3 separate regions of the Pan troglodytes genome follow, and regions 2 and 3 are each linked to region 1. A link is a contact called in public Hi-C data. All regions are on one chromosome and are shown on one strand. The core of a region is the stretch at or near the end of the contact, and the rest is flanking DNA. Distances in the headings are between cores, read along the strand shown. Region 1 holds the start of PELI2 (pellino E3 ubiquitin protein ligase family member 2). Region 2 overlaps LOC107968172 (a long non-coding RNA gene). Region 3 has its middle 220 kb from the start of PELI2.

Evidence for each region. A called contact is a pair of places that touch in the nucleus more often than the background predicts.
Region 2: a Hi-C map of stem cell-derived neural progenitor cells shows a contact between it and region 1, with 1.9 times the contacts expected there. The contact joins the enhancer-like site here to the promoter of PELI2 in region 1. A contact is called at or near these places in 1 of 7 Hi-C or Micro-C datasets (stem cell-derived neural progenitor cells) and 1 of 1 datasets of contacts at active chromatin or transcription factors (stem cell-derived excitatory neurons).
Region 3: a Hi-C map of stem cell-derived neural progenitor cells shows a contact between it and region 1, with 9 times the contacts expected there. The contact joins the enhancer-like site here to the promoter of PELI2 in region 1. A contact is called at or near these places in 1 of 7 Hi-C or Micro-C datasets (stem cell-derived neural progenitor cells) and 1 of 1 datasets of contacts at active chromatin or transcription factors (stem cell-derived excitatory neurons).

The regions. Positions count from the first base shown.
Region 1 is chr15:54,107,951-54,110,604 of NHGRI_mPanTro3-v2.0_pri, forward strand. PELI2 (pellino E3 ubiquitin protein ligase family member 2) reads left to right here and starts at 1,363. Exons shown (of 6, transcript XM_522860.8): 1 at 1,363-1,737. The coding sequence starts at 1,661.
Region 2 is chr15:53,857,024-53,859,677 of NHGRI_mPanTro3-v2.0_pri, forward strand. All of the region lies in intron 1 of LOC107968172 (a long non-coding RNA gene), which reads left to right. Among named protein-coding and RNA genes, the nearest start is that of PELI2, 250 kb to the right of the region's middle. Within about 2 kb of position 1,303, at least 3 of the 24 cell types and tissues checked have an H3K27ac peak or open chromatin away from gene starts, as enhancers often do. A contact at or near this core is called in stem cell-derived neural progenitor cells, where this site is marked.
Region 3 is chr15:54,325,348-54,328,001 of NHGRI_mPanTro3-v2.0_pri, forward strand. No RefSeq gene overlaps it. Among named protein-coding and RNA genes, the nearest start is that of PELI2, 220 kb to the left of the region's middle. Within about 2 kb of position 1,309, at least 3 of the 24 cell types and tissues checked have an H3K27ac peak or open chromatin away from gene starts, as enhancers often do. A contact at or near this core is called in stem cell-derived neural progenitor cells, where this site is marked.

The DNA of each region.
Region 1 (2,654 bases), core at 113-2,612:
TATATGCAGAATAACTAATATTCATTTGAAATACAGAATTTCTATAGTTAGCTGAAATAAGTTAACTGTTTAATAAAGTTTATTTTTGGCTTACCAGTGGTGTGGCTTTAGTTACTTTGGAATAATTTATTTCTAAAACCTCAATTAAAAAAATCAGTTCCTAACTGAAGTAAAATTATCAGAAACATCATGTCACTACCGTAATAACCTGTCAGAGAATGTTACACAAGGGGTGCAGCACAGCGGAATGGAAGGTTACAGATGCAATTATTATTTTTTCTAGCCCTTTGCTTCGGGTCATAGCCAACCAGTCACTATACACAGGGTAGCTTCTGCAGTATTTATTTCTTTAAATATTTAACAGTGTTGAGAGGCAATGACTCGCAATAATATGTAGAGTTTCTAGCACATTATGAGTGCTTAATAAATGTTAGAACAATAAAATCCTGTATGATGAAAAACAGCAGTCAGTAAAACTATCACAGTCTACGATATTTTAAAGCCATAGCAATAACTAGTTTAAAAAGAATAGAAAGCAAACAGTGCATTGATTAAATCATGGTCATAAAGGAACATTTACGTTCACTAAAAAGTCCACCCAGGTAATTTCCCCTTATATGTATTAGGGGATGGAAAGAAGGCACAGGAAAAGTGGATAAAGTATGGATTAAAAAACAACTCTTCCCCCATCCCCCCGCCACCCCCCAAAAGCCAGGTGGAGCTCTATTGACCACAAGCCGGGGTAGCTACATCCAGTGCAACGGTGGGGTGCTCCAAGCGCCTTCGAAACGTCCTCTACGCCAGCACCAACTGGCAAAACCTTCTAATTTTCTAGACGCCTTTCTGCTTGGTTTTGGAAGGGGAGGCACCCAAGTGGGTGTGTGCGACACCTCTAGATGTAAGCCGGGACACAGTGACATCGAGAGAGCGCTATTCTACTCGGAGAGGAAGTTAATCCCATCGAACTCCAGCCAGGAAAACGTGGGCTTGGGAACCGCGGCCGCTCGTTTCCAGGATCTCCCGCGGGCCTTCGCGGCTGAAGAACCAGGCGGCGAGGGCTGAGGACCCCGCGCTCTAAGTTTGGGGAAGGAAGTGAGGAAAAAAAATAGAGCTGCTCCTTTAAGAACTTCCTTTCCCTTTTACTCTATGTTTACATAACACAGGGGCCGAGCCTCCGCCGGGCCGAGGGGGGCGGGGAGTGGGCGCGGGCGGCCCCACGCGCCGGGGGAGGGGGCGCCCCGCGGGCCGGGGGCGGGCGCCTGGCTCTGCATGGGGCGGGGCGGCTCCCACCTGCCCGCGCGCTGGCCCCCGCCTCCCCCGCGCGGCCCCCGCCTCTCGTGCGCCCGCTCCCTCCTCCTTCCCTCCCTCCCGCGGGGCTTCGGCGGCGGCGCTCAGCACAGGCAGGTCCCCCTGCTGCTGGGTCCCATTTGTTGCCGGCTCTGACTCGCGGCGGCCGCGGCGCGCGGAGCTCCGGGGAGTCAGGCGGAGCAGCCGCGCAGCCACGACGGAGCAGCAGCGGGACTGGCCGCCCCGCGCCCCCTTCGCCGCCGTGCCCTTCCCCGGCGCGCTCACCCCGTTCTCGGGATGGGATTGTAGCGGCGGCGCGGACTCGGCGGGGATCGCGGCGGAGGCGGCGGCGTCGGCGGCCGAGCGGGGCTCCATGTTTTCCCCTGGCCAGGAGGAACACTGCGCCCCCAATAAGGAGCCAGTGAAATACGGGGAGCTGGTGGTGCTCGGGTGAGTCCTGGGGTCCCTGGTCCCGGGCAGCGGCGCGGGCGGGGAGCGCCCGCATCCTGGAGCGGGGCTGGCGGGGTGGCTCGGCGCTCTTTGGGGACCGCCGGGGCGCTCGGGGCGGCAGGAGAGGCTCTCAGGGCCCGGACGGCGGCGCGGGGGCGGGATGCCCCCCATCGGCGCGCGCTCGGGGTGCTGCGGCGGGCGCCGGGCTGCGCTGTCCGCGCGGAGGACGCGGCGGAGGAAGTGGCGGCCAGAACTCGGGCGACCCAGCGGGGGCAGCGCCGGGCACCGGGTCCGCGGCCGTATCGTGGGGGCGGGGGCAGGGGCTCCACTTCCCGCGCGCCGCGTCCGGGCCGGGGAGGGCGGGCAGGGACTCCATGTGAGGCGCCGCCGTCGCGGGCGCTTCGCGGGGGCGCTTCCCGAAGCTGAGAGGCCGGCCGGCGCGGAGCCCCGTCTTCCCACCTCCCGCGCGGACCGTGGTACCCGCGCCCCCGAACTCCGAGCCCGGCGCCGTGAGCTCGGGCCGCCGCGGGCTGTGGGATCCCCGGCTGCGCTTTGCAAATTGTTCCGATGACCGCCGCGGGCCGCCGCAGCCCGAGAGCAGTGAACTGTGTGTGACCCGGGCCGGCCGGCCCTCCGCTTCTCCCCGCTTGGAGTGCTCTGGAGGGGAGGGGCAGGATGCGGCTGCTCGGGGCCTGGCACCGGGGCGCGGGCCGTATCCCCCCGGTCCCGGCCTCGCTGATGCCCTCCCGGCTGCGGGGAGCTCGCCAGCCTCGCCCGCCTCGGCTCCCTCTCTGCTGGTGAAAGCCGCATCTTGAAGATAGTAATTATGTACAATCGTTAAACGGCAGCAATTAGAGACTTCATCTACTTCCTGAGTTTCCTTGTGACATTTCTATTGTTTACCCTTAATAAGCCAG
Region 2 (2,654 bases), core at 53-2,552, 250 kb before region 1:
CCTTCTTTGTCTTTTTTGATCATTGTTGGTTTAAAGTCTATTTTGTCTGAAATTAGGATTGCAACCCTTGCTATTTTCTGTTTTCCATTTGCTTGTGCCATTTTCCTGTCTTTATTCCCTGTCTCTTTCAGGGATGCCAGTGAGTCATAGATTTGATCTGTTTACATAATCCCATATTTCTTGGAGGTTTTGTTTATTCCTTTTCATTATTTTTTCTTTATTTTTGTCTGATGGTCTTATTTCAGAAAGCCAGTCTTCAATCTCTGAGATTCTTTCCTCAGCTTGGTCTATTCTGCTGTTACTACTGCAATTGCATTATGAAATTCTTGTAGTGTATTTTTTAGCTCTATCAGATCAGTTAGGTTCTTTTTTACACTGTTTTGTCTGTCAGCTCTTGAATTGTTTTATTGTGATCCTTAGATTCCTTTGATTGGGTTTTGATGTTTCCCTTAATCTTGATCTTCATTCCTATTCATATTCTGAATTTTATTTCTGTTGTTTCAGCCATCTCAGCCCAGTTAAAAACCCTTGCTGGAAAACTAGAGAGGTTGTTTGGAGGAATGAAGACACTTTGGTCTTTTGAATTGCCTGGTTCTTTCTCATCTCTGCATGTGGGTGTTCCTTTAACTGTGGTGTAGATTGAGTACACTCAATAGGCTTCTTTTCTGGATGTTTTCAGAGGGTGAGGCTTTGTGCAGGGTCTTTGTAGCTGAATTCTTGTTGGTTTCACAGTGGGTTATGTTTGTCAAGTATTTTTGGTGTTGAAGTTTGGGGTGTGATCCACTAGGTGGCACTTAAGCATAATGAGCCCCCAGGCTCTTTGTTTCTTCCCCAGACCAAGGACAGCATGGGCAGAACCGCTGCTGTGGCCGCGACAGAGGGGCTGTCGGTTGCCTCTGGGAGTCTCTCCCCAGGGACACCCAGAGCCACTGCCAGTGGGTGCGCTCAGCCAGGGCAGCTGTTCTGCGATCCTGAGCTGGCGGCCCTGCCTGGTGGAGAGGGCAGGGTAGGGGCTCCCCGGGAAGAGGGGCTAGACTCCTTTCTGTATGGTGGCTGCTGTGTGCTGGAGGTCCCAGCCTAGAGACTAGGCCCTTTGTTCTTAGGTTGACTCCGGCATTTCTTCCTGGGAGAAATGCTGGGCTGCCTCTGATTGAAGTGTTTCCGCAGGCAGGGTGGCTGTGCTGGCGTCCCAGGTTAGGCGGCCCCCAGTCCGTGAGAAGTGAGGGTGGGACCTGCATAGGGAGGGGAACAGTCCTGCCGCTTTTCCGTGAGGCAGCTGCTCTGTGCTAGGGGTCCGTACCATCCCCTGTCCCAACAGACTTTCTAGGCCGGCCCTCCCTCTGGGAGCTCTGCCCCAGAGAGGCGAGGAGCTGCTACTGGCCCGATTGCCCTGGTGGGGGTGGGGGTGGGGGGGACTGCCGGGGGTGGTGGGTGGAGTCCCAGGTTGAGAGGTCTTGCCCAGTGAGGAGAAATGGGGTGGAGGATCCATGTAAAAAACGATCTGAATGCTTTTTTGTAGGGCAGCTGCACTGTGCCGGGGGGCCAGTCAGTCCCTCATCACTCTGGGCTCTCCAGTGCCTGAAGGCAGCAACAGCAAAGGCTGCAAAACAGCAAAGATGGTGGCCCACCCCTCCCTCAGGGAGCTCCCTCTCAGGGAGGCGTGGAGCTGCTACCATGGTCACATGTGGCTGGAGTTCCAGGTCAGTGGGTCTTACCCCACCAGGTGCCATGGAAGTGAGGCCTGCAGACTGTCTCTGCTCAGCCCCTTGGATTCAGCCCCTTTCCCTTAAGGGAGCCTAACCTACCCCTTTGCCAGAGCTGTGGCTGCTAATGCTGGGATGCCCGGGGACCAAAGGCTCCTAGGACCCTGATCAGTGGCTCTGCCCAGACTCCACCTAGCTCTGTGTGTCAGAGTGAGCCCTGGTAGTAGGTTCATGAGGGAGACCTCCTGACCTCAGCGTTGCAAAGGTCTGTGGAAGAAGCGTGGGTCCCTGGGATCTCTCACTCACTCAGTGTTCCCATGGAAGGGGAGCCTCCTCTGGCTCCTTGCCTCTCCCAGATGGGTGGTTGTCCTGCCTGGCTCCTCTCTATTCTCTGTGGATCGAGTTATTTCCTTGATGATTCCCAGTGTGCACACCTGGATGTTTCCGGCACATACTAGCTACTTCTAGTTGGCTGTCTTCGATCAGTCTTTAAAATTTTAATTTTCAGTGTTTGTTTTGGTATATAGAAGTAAGATTGAATTTTGTGTGGTAACCTTGTATCCTGAAGCCTTGTTAAACTCACATATTAATTTATTGGTTTTTTTTCTATGTGAACAGTCATATTATTTATGAATAGGGACAGTTTTATTTCTTCCTTTCTATTCTGTATGTCTTATTTCGTTTTCTTGTTAGTTACTCTGGCTAAGACTTCCTGATAGTGAATGGGAGAAGTAAAAGTGAATATTCTTGCTTTGTTCCAGGTTTTAGCTTGAAAACATTCAGCTGACCTTAAGTATGATGTTAGCTGTAGGTTAGATGCCTTTTAGGAGGTTGAGGATGATCTCTTCTATTCCTGGTTTGTAAGAATTTTTATCATAATGAATTTGGATTTTTTTTTCAAATGCTTTTTCTGCATCAGTCTATAATCATGTGACATTCCTTCTCTAGAAC
Region 3 (2,654 bases), core at 59-2,558, 220 kb after region 1:
GCCCCACTAAATTCCTGCTTTTAAGCTGGGAGGGCCTTTTGTTCTCAGATCACTGGCAGAGTAGCAGAGGTGGATGAAACATGCTATCTCTCCAGGTTCTTTGTGGTCTCTCCCCATAACTCACCTGGAGAGTGGCCCTGACACTCCAAAATGACCTTGGCCATAGCAATAGTAGACCCAAGTGGAGTGCTGTCCCTCACTCTTCACTAGTTATATCACGTTGTTCAGTTCTTGCTCCTGCCTTTTGATCACGCACAAACACTTCCCCAAGACTGAACCCCTCCTCAAATTTCATTTCTCCCCACCTCAATAGAACTCGTAAAGCACTATTTGGTAATGTCGGTTTTCCAGGCTGTTTCTGGAAAGATGGAGAAGAGAATATATCAAACACTGCACTACACAACACTTCATCAAAATCTCCACCTTAGTTGTCTCCTTCTCTCTTGTCCTCCCTGCCTCCCACCAGTTTTTCTCTTGATCTCTTTCCTCCTCTGATTATGTAGAATAATTTAGGTGTCCTCCCCCCTTCCAATTTGCATCCACCCACCTGAATCAATTTAACACCCCCATCTTCCTTCAGCAACTAGGGGATCTTCTTTGGGATCCTTCCTCCTTAGACATTAGGAGAGGATTGTAAAAATATATCCTTTCCCATCCCCACTCCACCTTGACACCAACTCCAACAGTGGGAGCAAAGAGGTTCTCTTTAGGGGAGAATATTTGCCTTTTTGGAGCGTGTGATCCACCCCTCTGTGATCCCCTTCTTTCTCCAAGCAAAATGAGACAGGCACAGCTGGGAGATAGAAATCTCCCTTCTATGTGGGGCTTATGAGGTTGACATGCATCCCCATCTTTCCTGTAGGAGAATGCACTTGCCCATGCAATATGGATACTTGGAGCCTTTGGGTCAGGGCAGGGGAGTGAGAGAGAGAGAGGTGGGGAGGTGGAGGGTTCACTTAGAGTGGAGTCTTCAAATGCTTTGAGAGACTTAGAGCCACCCAAAGCTATGTCTCCCTCATCACCCTCGGGTTCGCACTACCCCCGTAAATAGACCCTCTCCTCAGCCACCCTCACTGGGGTTCTTGGCATGGCAGCCTGCCCCCCATGTGGAGTCATCCCAACAGCCACAAAGTGTTTAGAGCTTCTTTTGAGTCTCCTGCAGCAGCACAGAGTTTCATGACACAGCATGGAATGACTCAGCAAAGTCAAATGAGGGCAGAGAAGACAATCAGAGGGAATTACAACACTTTGAGTAGAATGATGAGAAAAGGCCCTTATTAAAGAGCACCCACGAAGTTCAGATTGCCAAACACTGTAGTGCCATCTGCCGGCTGAGGGCCCTCTTGCATAGGCCCCCATTCTTGAAGCTATTCTCCAGGCCCCGAGCCATGGCCAGGATCTCTGAGACCACTGGAGATACTTTTGCTGTCTGTGTGACCTAGATTTCAAAAGAGGTCATTCTATGAGTCTGTCATGCTCTAATGGAACCTCTCTCTGTCCTTGAGGAACTTGGATGATCTAAAACTCAGAGGGATCTAAAACTGTTGAAAGGCATTGAAGGTGTTGAAATGAAAGAAAGAAAATATACTAAACCTAGCAGCTAAAATATGTCCTTTGGATGTTTTGTATGTGCCTAAAATTCTTCAAGATACCATAAAATGGTCACCAACTACACTATTAATGTCATTGTGTAAATGATCATTGTCCTTCTCATGCCCCTAATTGTTAAAGACCACCAGCTGCAATCCAGCTCCTTGGTGGACAGGCATAACCGCGGACTTTGGATTACATCCCTTCTATTTCTTCTGCCCTATATTTATAGACATAAGTGATCCTTAAATTTGCTAATGAAGATGGATCCTAGTTTCAGTGAGATCAACGTTGCTGGCTGATTATTTATCAATACATTTTAACCAGGAATTGCTTCCAGAATCATAAAGGCAGCAGAAATCCAGGCATGTATTTGGAATTTGTCTTTAAATTCTAATACCTTTGTCTAAAGACTTTACTGCTACATCCATTTCTCTACTAGATGAGCAAAATACTTTTCCCTGGACACTAAGGTTAACTTCTTCTTTTTCATCTCCTAGAAGTGTTAGCCATTTGGACCTTTGTTTAACAGCTTCTGTGAAGCGTTATGCTCTGACAGCTTGCCTGATGGATGGAGCTGTCAGCGTATCCCCAGTCCAGAGATGAGGAGGACATTGCCTCACCTACCCACTCTATAAATCAGATGAATAAAAATTAGTACCAAGCTAGGCCCAGGGATCCTTTCTCATTTTAGTACTCTTTGTAGATTATAATCTTCAGAATGTGCTTCAGGAAAAAAAAAAGAAAAAAAAAAAAGACTTTAATGTTGCTTTGCTCTAAAGAATTAGCATTGATTTACTCTACAAAATAACAGCTCATGGATAAGACATTGGAAAAAATTAGTACTATATGCACAAACCTGTCCTCTGTGACCTGGAATCATAACTTTAGGGGTTGGAGGTCTGATGTGAAGTGCAGAGAGGGAGATATTAGCAGAAATGTCAATACCCAAGGGGGACTGGGCAGAGTGGGCAGGGCAGAGATGAGATGCCAAAGTGAGGCAACCAGAGGCACTCAGGAGAGGTATCAAGGAGAAAAGAAAGCCTTTCCTCACCCATCAGAGA